Regions from separate parts of the Sus scrofa genome. Here region 1 is linked to region 2. A link is a contact called in public HiChIP or PLAC-seq data. All regions are on one chromosome and are shown on one strand. Each heading gives the region's core, a stretch centred on a gene start, on an enhancer-like site or on the middle of the called end of the contact. The rest is flanking DNA. Distances are from core to core; before and after follow the strand shown.

The links. HiChIP or PLAC-seq counts read pairs in DNA pulled down with a chosen protein or histone mark.
Region 1: an H3K27ac HiChIP or PLAC-seq map of alveolar macrophages shows a contact between it and region 2. The contact joins the promoter of RBL1 here to the promoter of SAMHD1 in region 2. A contact is called at or near these places in 1 of 5 promoter capture datasets (liver), 1 of 47 Hi-C or Micro-C datasets (epiblast stem cells) and 1 of 2 datasets of contacts at active chromatin or transcription factors (alveolar macrophages).

What each region holds. Positions count from the first base shown.
Region 1 is chr17:40,277,218-40,282,235 of Sscrofa11.1, reverse strand. RBL1 (retinoblastoma-like protein 1) reads left to right here and starts at 2,918. Exons shown (of 22, transcript XM_021077346.1): 1 at 2,918-3,340. The coding sequence starts at 3,185. It overlaps LOC110257355 (a long non-coding RNA gene), which reads right to left and starts at 3,907. Exons shown (of 3, transcript XR_002339844.1): 1 at 3,805-3,907.
Region 2 is chr17:40,168,650-40,173,519 of Sscrofa11.1, reverse strand. It overlaps SAMHD1 (deoxynucleoside triphosphate triphosphohydrolase SAMHD1-like), which reads left to right and starts at 1,643. Exons shown (of 16, transcript NM_001292105.1): 1 at 1,643-1,917. The coding sequence starts at 1,710.

The sequences.
Region 1 (5,018 bases), core at 1,669-4,168, 110 kb before region 2:
CTTTGAATTCCTCATCCTATTTGAATTCTCTGCAGTGTTGGACTCTATGGAGTTCTTCTTTTCTGGCCTCTGAAATATTGCTCCTTCTTTTTATACCTCTCTGGACAGTTTTGTTTTTCACTCACTCCTAAAATTCTGCCCATCCCTGAAATGTTGGTGTCCCAAGGGGTTCTACCCTTGAGTCTCTTCTCATGTAAACACATTCCCTGAGTGATATGAACCTACTCCCTTAGCTTCAGGTACTGCCTGAAAATTCCAACATCTTTATGTCCAAGCTGTCCCCACTCTGGAGCTCACTCCTAAATACTCACAGGTTAATTAGAAAACAAATGAACCAGTACAGGAGGACCTTCATCCATCTCACTTCCACAAATCCTGACATGTCTTTCCTGACAGGAAAGGAAGTTAGGAGGAGGGATGAAAAGCCCTGTCACAGACCTCTCGGCCCTGGAGACAAACCTCCCCTAAACTGCCTGCAACAAATCCTCTGTGTAAAAGCTCAAAGGAGGTGAGTCTACGCACACACTATGTGCCAACATACCTTTCGGAAAATAAGATAGTCCTGAGGTCAGCTTCAGCGCTAGCTTCTAGAAGAAAGCAGAAGTGGCAATACCACAGGGGTGGTTCCATTTGAGTTTTTTGGGGGAATTTGAGTTTTTACTCATGTGAGACCCACCTTGCCGCTGGTTCCCAAGTTCTACCCCCTTTATGTGTAGGGAATGTAGGTCTTCCAGGTCCCAAGAGCCACCTCTTAAACTTCCTTCAAGCATTTCATACACACAACTCCAGGACTGGTCTCATCCCTCTGCTCGTATGCCCATTCTAGTTGACAGTATCATACTTCAACCTCTGGGCCCAGATGGAAACCTATGTTATTAGAGATTTCTCCTCTTCAGCAGTGGTCCCTTCAGTTCTAGGACAAAGTCGTATCTGTCCAGGCTGTCTCCTTTCTACACTAACCTGGCTCCCAACCCCAGATCTCTAGTCTCTACCCCATCCAATGCACATGTGACAATGCAGCCCGAGGAACCTGTCCAAAACACATACTGATCATTCACCTCCATTCATTAACCCCCACTGATTACGTCCAGGCTCATGCGGTCCTAGGCAACCTATCTTGACCTGTCTTCCATTTTCATCTCTGGTGACTCCTTCCCTTGTCTAAGCAACAATGGGCTCTTTGTAATTTTTCAGACACACCATGCTAAGTACTGAGCGCCAACTACAGGAGTCAGTCACTAATCTAAACTCTGAAATACAGTGAACATGAAAGTGATGCCGGAAAGATGTTACCAGAATCTGGGTTCTTGTTCACGCAGTCAAAGAATGAACTCCGGGAACACACAGGCAGCAAGCAAGCAGTCTTTATTACAGGAAAGCAAATAGCTCCCAGGCTGCTGGGAAGGGGCAGAAGAGCCACCCACTCTGTATTGTCCTATAAGAGTTTTTATCCCTTAAAGATGGCGGGGGGGGGGGGTACCAACATGGGGTCCAGAAAGATGGGGTTTTCTCCCATTGGCCTTGCCAAGTTTCCTATATCAGTCCTTGTCCAATAGGAGTTTTAGGGGTGGAACTATCCCATGTGTTTTATGATTTCTTTGTCCTCTTTCCTTGGACTAAGTTACCATTCCTCTCATTCCTTTTCTATCAGTTGAGGAGTGGGTTAGAGATTAAGGTCCCTATGGGGAGAGGCACATTTCCTATAGTAAACAAGGCCTGTGGGGAATTACTCTCTGGAGCCCTTAAACCACAAATGTTAATCAACAGCCATATCAAAGAATGCATCAAAGCCCATGCTCCTACACTGACTACATGAGTTAGTACTCTGCCTCAAAAGGAAGGCCCTACTCTCATGAAACTCACATTTTAGTAGGAAGAACCAGGGAATAAAGATAATTTCAGATAATGATAAGGTGCTATGAAGACAAATATGGTGGAGGAAAAGATGAGAGTCAGCTATTTGAAATAAAGTGCTCAGGGATGCCCTGACAGGGTGCCTTTTAGTTGAACTTGAATGAGGATGAGGCAGACAAGAAAAGACCTGGCATAGAGGGGCTGTTTGACCACCATGTGAGAAAGTCTTTGTGGAAAGAACTAATTTGGCAGCTTGGCATTTCCAAGGTTCCAAAACAAAGCAGTGAGGCTGGATCTTATTATATATCTGGAGAAGGGGACGCTCCCCTAGATGAGGTGGGGCCAGATTACATAGGGCCTTACTGGCCATGGAAAGAATTTTGGACATTACTTTAAGGGCAAAGGGTTTACTGAAGGATCCTAAATGATTGACTATGCTCTTATTTACCTTTTTAAAAGATCACTCTGGCTCTTCATGGGAAAGGGGTCTTGCTGGAGCAGAAGGGTCAGCTTTAAGACCAGTTCCATGCCTTCAGGTTTATGTTCTGGTCACTCCTAAGTCTGGAAGGACGATTTTTACTAGGTTCCAGGGACCCAGCTCCCAGGGAGCAGGGAGCTGAGAAAGTGCCCCCTTACTGCAGCTCTTTTAGCCCAGGTCAAGCCTCATTTGGAGTTCAAGAAGCGATGGATAGGGGTCCCCTAATACCCCTGCCTCACCAACCCTTCAGTCGCTCAAAAAACCATTCACTAGGTGCTAAAGACACTGAGGAGGGTCCGACAGGCCTTTCCTAGCCCTCTCTGTAGACGGACATTTTTCGATTTCCTCCAACTCCTAACTCAAGGGACAACTCTGGATTAGTCTGTGTTTGGCGCCCCGCGGCAGTGACAAACCCAGGCCCACGGGTTGGTGGGGCAGAGGAGACCTCTCTAAAATTAACAAGGCCACCCCGCAACACGGAGCCCAATCCCGCCGCCCGCTCCAAGGCAGGATATGGACTACCACTCCCAGCAGACTCTGCGCGCGGACTGCCGATCCCTCCGCACCCAATTTGTCCCGCCGGCTGTGTCTACCGCTACCTGCCAAGGGCCAAGTCCAGGTTTTTTAGACTCTAAATTCCTTCTTCTTAGCATGTTTCTGGAAGGGGCAGCGTGGAGCCCTGGAGGAAAGACGGACTTTTTTTCAGGAGAAACGCGGATGCAGACCATCAAAAAGACGTAGTGCTACAACCCGCGATTTTCGCGCGCTTTGGCGCGGGAGGTTGTGGGTAGCGCGCCCAGGAAGGAGAAAGGAGCCGGGGCTGTGACCACGCCGCCCGCCGGGCCTGAGGGGATGGACGAGGAAGATCCCTGCGCCGAGGGGGCGGCGGTGGTCGCCGCGGCCGGAGAAGCACTGCAGGCTCTGTGCCAGGAGCTGAACCTGGACGAGGGGAGCGCGGCCGAAGCCCTGGACGACTTCACCGCCATCCGGGGCACCTACAGTCTAGAGGTGAGCGGCGGCAGGTGAGGCGGACGACCGAGCTCGCCAGGCCCCACCCCTGCTCCGCCCCACCCCACCCAGTAGGGCGGTGGGAGTTTCCCCACCGGGAAGGGTCTCTGCCCATCCCGGCGCCGAAGAGTTCGAGACTGGAAGGGCGGGTGTAGATCAATCTCGCCACTTATTTTGAGGCGGGAAATCGAAGTCCGGAAAAGGAGCAGCTGGTTCAGGGTCACGCCACTCAGGGGCTCCCTAGACCCCAGACCTGCGCCGCAAACTCATGGGACTGCTCTTAAGTTTGTATAAAAAAAAAAAAAGTTCTGTAATGGTGAAAGGTTAAACGAATTGTGTGCTGAGATGCCACTGCGCAGCGCTTTGTCATTTTACTTAGTTCTCGCCACAACCCTTTGAACATGTTCCGTGATCCCCATTATACAGCTGAGGAAGCTGAGCCCTCAAGTGGTTAAGCTACTTACCCAGGGTCACACGGGTAGTGGTGGAGCCGGAACCACAACCTCTTCACCTTCCGCCTCAAGGTGTTGGTTGCTCGCCTTGCGGTAGACTATGCAGCAGTTTGATCACATTATTATCGAGTGTGCACACAGTGCTTATCTCTCCGCCCCAGGTTTCTCCTCTCAGATGGGGATAATTAGATTATCCCAATGCGAAGTACAGTGTCTGTCTCTGAACAAAATAAATGTAGGCTATCATTCGAATTTTCCCCCAATCACTCTTGCATTTAGTTCTCATGAGAGCTCTGTGAACATGGCAGGGCAATGAGTTTTAAACCTGCTTTTCAGGTAATAACATCAAGGCCCAGAGGACTGTCTTACCCAGAATCATTCTCACTAATTATGATAGGCACCCAGTCGAGTGGTAAGCCTACGTAGAGATAGAATTGTGATGGAACTGTTCACAATTACTCCAGAGGCCTTATGATCAAACGTTTCCTTGATTCGGGAGGGCTGGACTCACACAGAGTGCCATACTGACTCATTGCCCAGGGCAGTAATTAATTGCTGGGTTCAAAGGCATAGAGTTGGAAATTTGGAGTTAAGCATATGTGTGTCTATATATAAAGGAGAAGAAGAGAGACTCTTGTATGTCTCCAGGATAGGACTGGATAGATTGGATAAAGGACAGTGATCTGCATCTCTGGGTGGCACGACTGGAATAAGAAAATAGAAGATACGGGAGATTGGCCTCTTGATTGAAAACAAACTTTTTACAAGTCTGAGAAAGTCATTTTTTTTTTCCCCCACCATCCTATCTTTACTCCACTGATTTCCCCCAGCCCTGAATGATTGTCAGCAACTGGAAAACTCCTAATTGTACCTCAAAATTCCATCCGAGTGTACCCACTTCCTTGCCCTCAGAATGAGTTCTCATACCCCTGAGAAAGCTATTTCTGACATCTCAAGTCCTCATTTGGTCTCTCATTGAATAAGCATTACCGAATGCAGTCTCAGCAATGATCAAGGCATTAAACTAGGCACCTCTTTCAGATTCTTGAATATGCCAAGCTTGTTCCTACTTGTGTTCTTCCTCCATGCTGTTCCCTCTGCCTAGAAACTTTTCCTTCACTCCCCACTCCAGGGAAAATTGAAGAGCTAACTCTCAGGCAGAGTTGATCAGGGTATCTTAAATGTTTGACTTAGAAAGCACAGATGTGTAAATTAAGATTTTTGTA
Region 2 (4,870 bases), core at 394-2,893:
GTTTGCTCAAAATATTTTGCTCAATGCTAGACCACTGATTAGTTTACGCTGCTTACTGATAATCTATCTCATTCACCCTGTATCTCCTAGATGGGTCTATGGCTGGGTTGACAGGAACTTGTATTGGTAGTAGTAGTTCTTTTACCAGTTAATTGCACAAACCAGGATTTATAGAGAAGTTTGTGTCCTGCCTCAGAGTGGCAAAAATGAGAGGAAGATCCCTGCTATTTCCACAAGCTGTTACCAGCAGGTAGTAAAAGTCCTTGAAAATAAATTGGCCACTTCCTTTCCTCTGGGCAGGGAGTTGGAATGGAGAGAAGGGTTGAGAATTCTTTTAGAAGTCTGAAGTCTGCTCATGTGTGGAAACCTGAAGATAGGCTAAAACTTCACAGACAGGCATCCCCAGGATCCTCTAACTGCCCAGTATATATATATATATATATTTTTTTTTTTTTGTCCTTTTGCCTTTTCTAGGGCTGCTCCCACAGCATATGGAGGTTCCCAGGCTAGGGGTGGAATCAGAGCTGTAGCCGCCGGCCTGTGCCACAGCCACAGCAACACAGGATTCGAGCCGAGTCTGCGACCCACACCACAGCTCACGGCAACGCCGGATCCTCAACCCACTGAGCAAGGCCAGGGATCGAACCTGCAACCTCATGGTCCTCAGTCAGATTGGTTAACCACTGAGCCATGACGGGAATTCTGCCCAGCATATCTTAAAAACTGGTAATGTAGGGGTGTGGAAAAAGAGAATAGGGAGCTTGACAAGAGTAGAGCCATCTTGCCACCATCGTCCATCTTGGTTAACTTAAGCTGACCCATATGAGGGCTCTGAGAAAAGCAAAGTCTCTAGGACTTGAGAAACTCCAGGCCCCAATTGTTCTAAGGATATTTGAAAATAGCTGGATTGTACTTGAGGTTAATTATCAGAGTAACAATGTAAGACATTTTGCACAGCTATACATCTTTCTCTATCCTGCACATAATTAAAAGTTAATGTAGCATGTAAAACATGTCAGCAAGCACTATATCTCTCCCTTTCTCTTTGGGGTCCATGATTGGGAAGCAATTCCCCCGTGGACCCACGAGTGTTAATAAAGCTGTTCTCCATCTTCCTGGGGTGTCCTCTGACGTGATTTCTGGGAATTCTACAACAGTAAAATGTAAGAAAACACCTTCACATCAGATTTGAATTCATTCCAGCATCTTCCAGTTCAGCTTCCTGCCAATTTTTCTCTTAATTGGGAAGACAGGGGCAACTTTAAGGCCTTTGAGGGTTTTTTTTAAGTTTAGGGTATCTGAAACACCGCCAAGGGTAAGCCTGGGGTACTCATTAGCTCAGTTCACCAGAAGAGCCCCTGCTCTGGACTGTAGCGGGACGTCCCAGGCACACTCGTTCCAGGCTCCCCCGCCCTTACCAGCACCTCCCTCAGTTCGGCCTCCATTCACTCCCTTTATCGAAAACGTGCGGGTGGGGTTTAGGGCCATTGGACGGTCATTGCGCCTGCGCGAGGGCTGGGGGGCGTGGGGGTGCTGAGATGGGTGGCCGGCCTGGTCCCAAGGTGCGAGCTGTCAGTGCGCCTGCGCGGGAGGCCTGGGGGCTGGCAGTACTTAGCTGACTCGCGGTAGGCGCCGGACTGTCAGTGCGCCTGCGCGTGGGTAGAGCGCCGGGGTTCTAGGCTGTGCTGAGCCGGTTGCTGGGTGTAGCCATGCAGAGTGCCGACTCCCAGCAGCCCTCCAAGCGACCCCGGTGCGATGGCAGCCCGACAACCCCGCCAAACACCCCTCCAGCAGCGGCAGAGAGGTCCCTGGGCCCCAACCTCCACCCTGACCACCGGACCTGGGGCCCGGAGCAGGTGTGCGGCTTCCTAAATCGCAGTGGCTTCGGCGATTCTGAACTGCTGGAACGCTGCCGAGGTAGCAGGGCTGGAGGGCTGAGGGGCCGGGGGCGGCGGGGGGGGGGGGGTGGCGGCGACCCGAGGTGGGGCCAGCGGACCTGAGGAGAGGGCGCTCTGAGGTAATGAGCGTGGGGCCTCAAAGAGGAGCCAAGTGGACGAGGGAGCCCGAACGCGGGAGGCACCAGAAGGGGTGGACCTGAAGCGGGGCGCCCAGGAGGGATGACCTGAGGCGGAGAACGGAAACCTGAGGGGGCGAGCACTCGGAGAAAGGAGCCTGAGGCGAGGAAGGGAACTTTACGCCGGAGGCACCCAAAGGGGTGGACTGAGGCGGCGGCTCCCAGGAGTGATGGATGAAGGAGAAAGGGGCGGGGGGGGGCGTCTGGGGTCGGGGATCCGTAGGAATGAAGCAGACTTTGGGGATTGCGAACCTAGGGTTGGGGGTGGCAGTTGGTCTGACTCTGGTGGCCTTCTTCAGGAACTTGCCCCGCCGGCGCCGGACACGCGGGACTCAGCTCCCTTTTTCAGTTCGGAGAGCCTGGTGGGAGGGAGAGTTGCTGTCTCCCGAGCGCGCTCTGCTGATGCAGCTCCATGAACACTTGCCACGTGAGGAGGGTATATTTGGGTGCTTTAAAGTTTCTATTTCCTCTGCTCCCCTCCCAACTTGGGATTTTTCTAAAGAGGAAAGAACTTTTCTCCTCATCTCTGAATCCCCATCACCTACCTTAGCATCCCAGTTGGGCTCAATACATACATGCTTGATGACTGTACTTGCAGAGCTTGGCCATGATCATGTTTTGTTCTCCAAAAGCAGTTTCCCTCCCTAAATCAGAGCGGTCGGGTGGTTCAGTTGACCAGTGAACTCCCAGGAGCCCACAACTTGGCCGCATCACACGGGGGAGATGTGTGGGTTGGGTGTGCGACTTTACTGGCTCAGGTTCAAGTATCCATCTGCTTGAAATCTACTCAACTTCCCGTAAGGGGTGTGAGGCTTAACCTATTCTTTACCCTCTGAAGTGTTCCATAGGAAGAGAATGTGATTTGCAAATTCAGCAAACTTTTGCGGTTGTAGGGTGGAGCTTTATTTGCTTAGGCTAGGGGACTAGGGTGGGAGGAACTTTAGTGGTTGAAGATTTAAATTTAAAGATAGCTTAATGGGTGTAGGAAATTGTACTTCTTTTTTTCCTTTTTCCCTTTTGTTCTCCACCACTTCTGGGAATGAAATTTTTCTTTGAGTAGCAATAGGTGGGGATGAAGTTGTTTTTATTTATTGTCTTCAAAATATGATTGCCTATATTGTTGATTCTCTCTTTCGGTGGTGTCCTGTAGATTCATCAGTCTTCATGATGATCTGTCCTCTTGACCCACAGTCAAATACTAGCGGAGGGCATTATGTGCTTTTAATTGGTAGAAACTGACCAAGTATTCATAACTGTACATTTCTTACTACCTGCTTTGTTTTGACTACACTTTAGTCAGTCTGCTCTCTCTTCTACTGACCTCTGAACTCTTATTTGCCCCCAACCTAGAGCAAACACTAAAAAAGTGGAATATGCCCCGTGATTAACTTCTCCAGGGAACCAGTTGACCACAGTGGGACAATATCCTGTCGGGCTGGGGTCACTTCTCCTGCAAAGATTTTACTTAATCTCTGCTTGCCCCTCCTTTACAGTATTAAAAAGACACCTTCTTTTTTGTTTGATTTTGAGCCAATTGTAGACTTCTGAGATCAGAATGTTCTCCCTATTGCAATAATTTTTCTCTTTTTTTTTTTTTTTTATTTGTCTTTTGGTCTTTTGTTGTTGTTGTTGTTGCTATTTCTTGGGCCACTCCTGCGGCATATGGAGGTTCCCAGGCTAGGGGTTGAATCGGAGCTGCAGCCACCAGCCTACGCCAGAGCCACAGCAACGCTGGATCCGAGCCGCGTCTGCAATCTACACCACAGCTCAGGGCAATGCCAGATCGTTAACCCACTGAGCAAGGGCAGGGACTGAACCCGCAACCTCATGGTTCCTAGTCGGATTCGTTAACCACTGCGCCACGACGGGAACTCCCGTATTTTTTTTTTTTTTGTAATCGGTATTTTTTAGCAGATGATGTGTTTGAGATTCAAAGGTCACACAACTAGGAAAAAGTGTGCTGGATTTTAAGGTTAGGTCTTTGGACTCCAGAATTCATGCTAGCTATATCTTAATATGTGTTTTCATCAAAATACATTGGATTCCCTTAAACAATAAGAGAATAAACAAACCAATAAGAAAAGAAAAAAAAAATGGAGAAAAAGTCAGCTAAAAGGAAGGAAAAAAAATCCAGTAGAAAAATGAGAAAATCACAAGGACAGTGACAGCCAACCAGTAAACACAGAAAAAGACATTCACTCACTCAAAATTTTAAGAACACTGATTTTAAAATTTAGATTAAAAAATATTTAAAGAGTGATAATAGGAGAAATGGGTAATCCAGTAAAGTTGATGTAAATGTCAGTTGGCTTATCCCTGGATGGTTTGGCAATACCTTTTTGCTTATAAGAAATTTCACTAGTAGGAATTTATGGAAACAATTGTACAAGTGGCCAAAGTAATGTACAAAGTTATTCTTCTAACCACTGGGTTTAAATAGCAAATACAGTAGGACTGATCTAAATATCAATTGATAGTAGTAAATAATAGTGATAGTCGTTCCTGTCGTGGCTCAGTGGAAACGAATCTGACTGGCATCCATGAGGATGCAGGTTCAATCCCTGGCCTTGCTCCGTGGGTTAAGGATCGAGAGGTGCCGTGAGCTATGGTGTAGGTCGCAGATGCGGCTCGGATCCCAAGTTGCTGTGGCTGTGGCGTAGGCCAGCAGCTACAGGTTTAATTCGACTCCTAACCTGGGAGCCTCCATGTGACTCGGGTGCAGCCTTAAAAAGACAAATAAATAAATAAATAATAGTGATAGCTAACAGTTTATGGAGCTTTAATTTGCGTGAAATA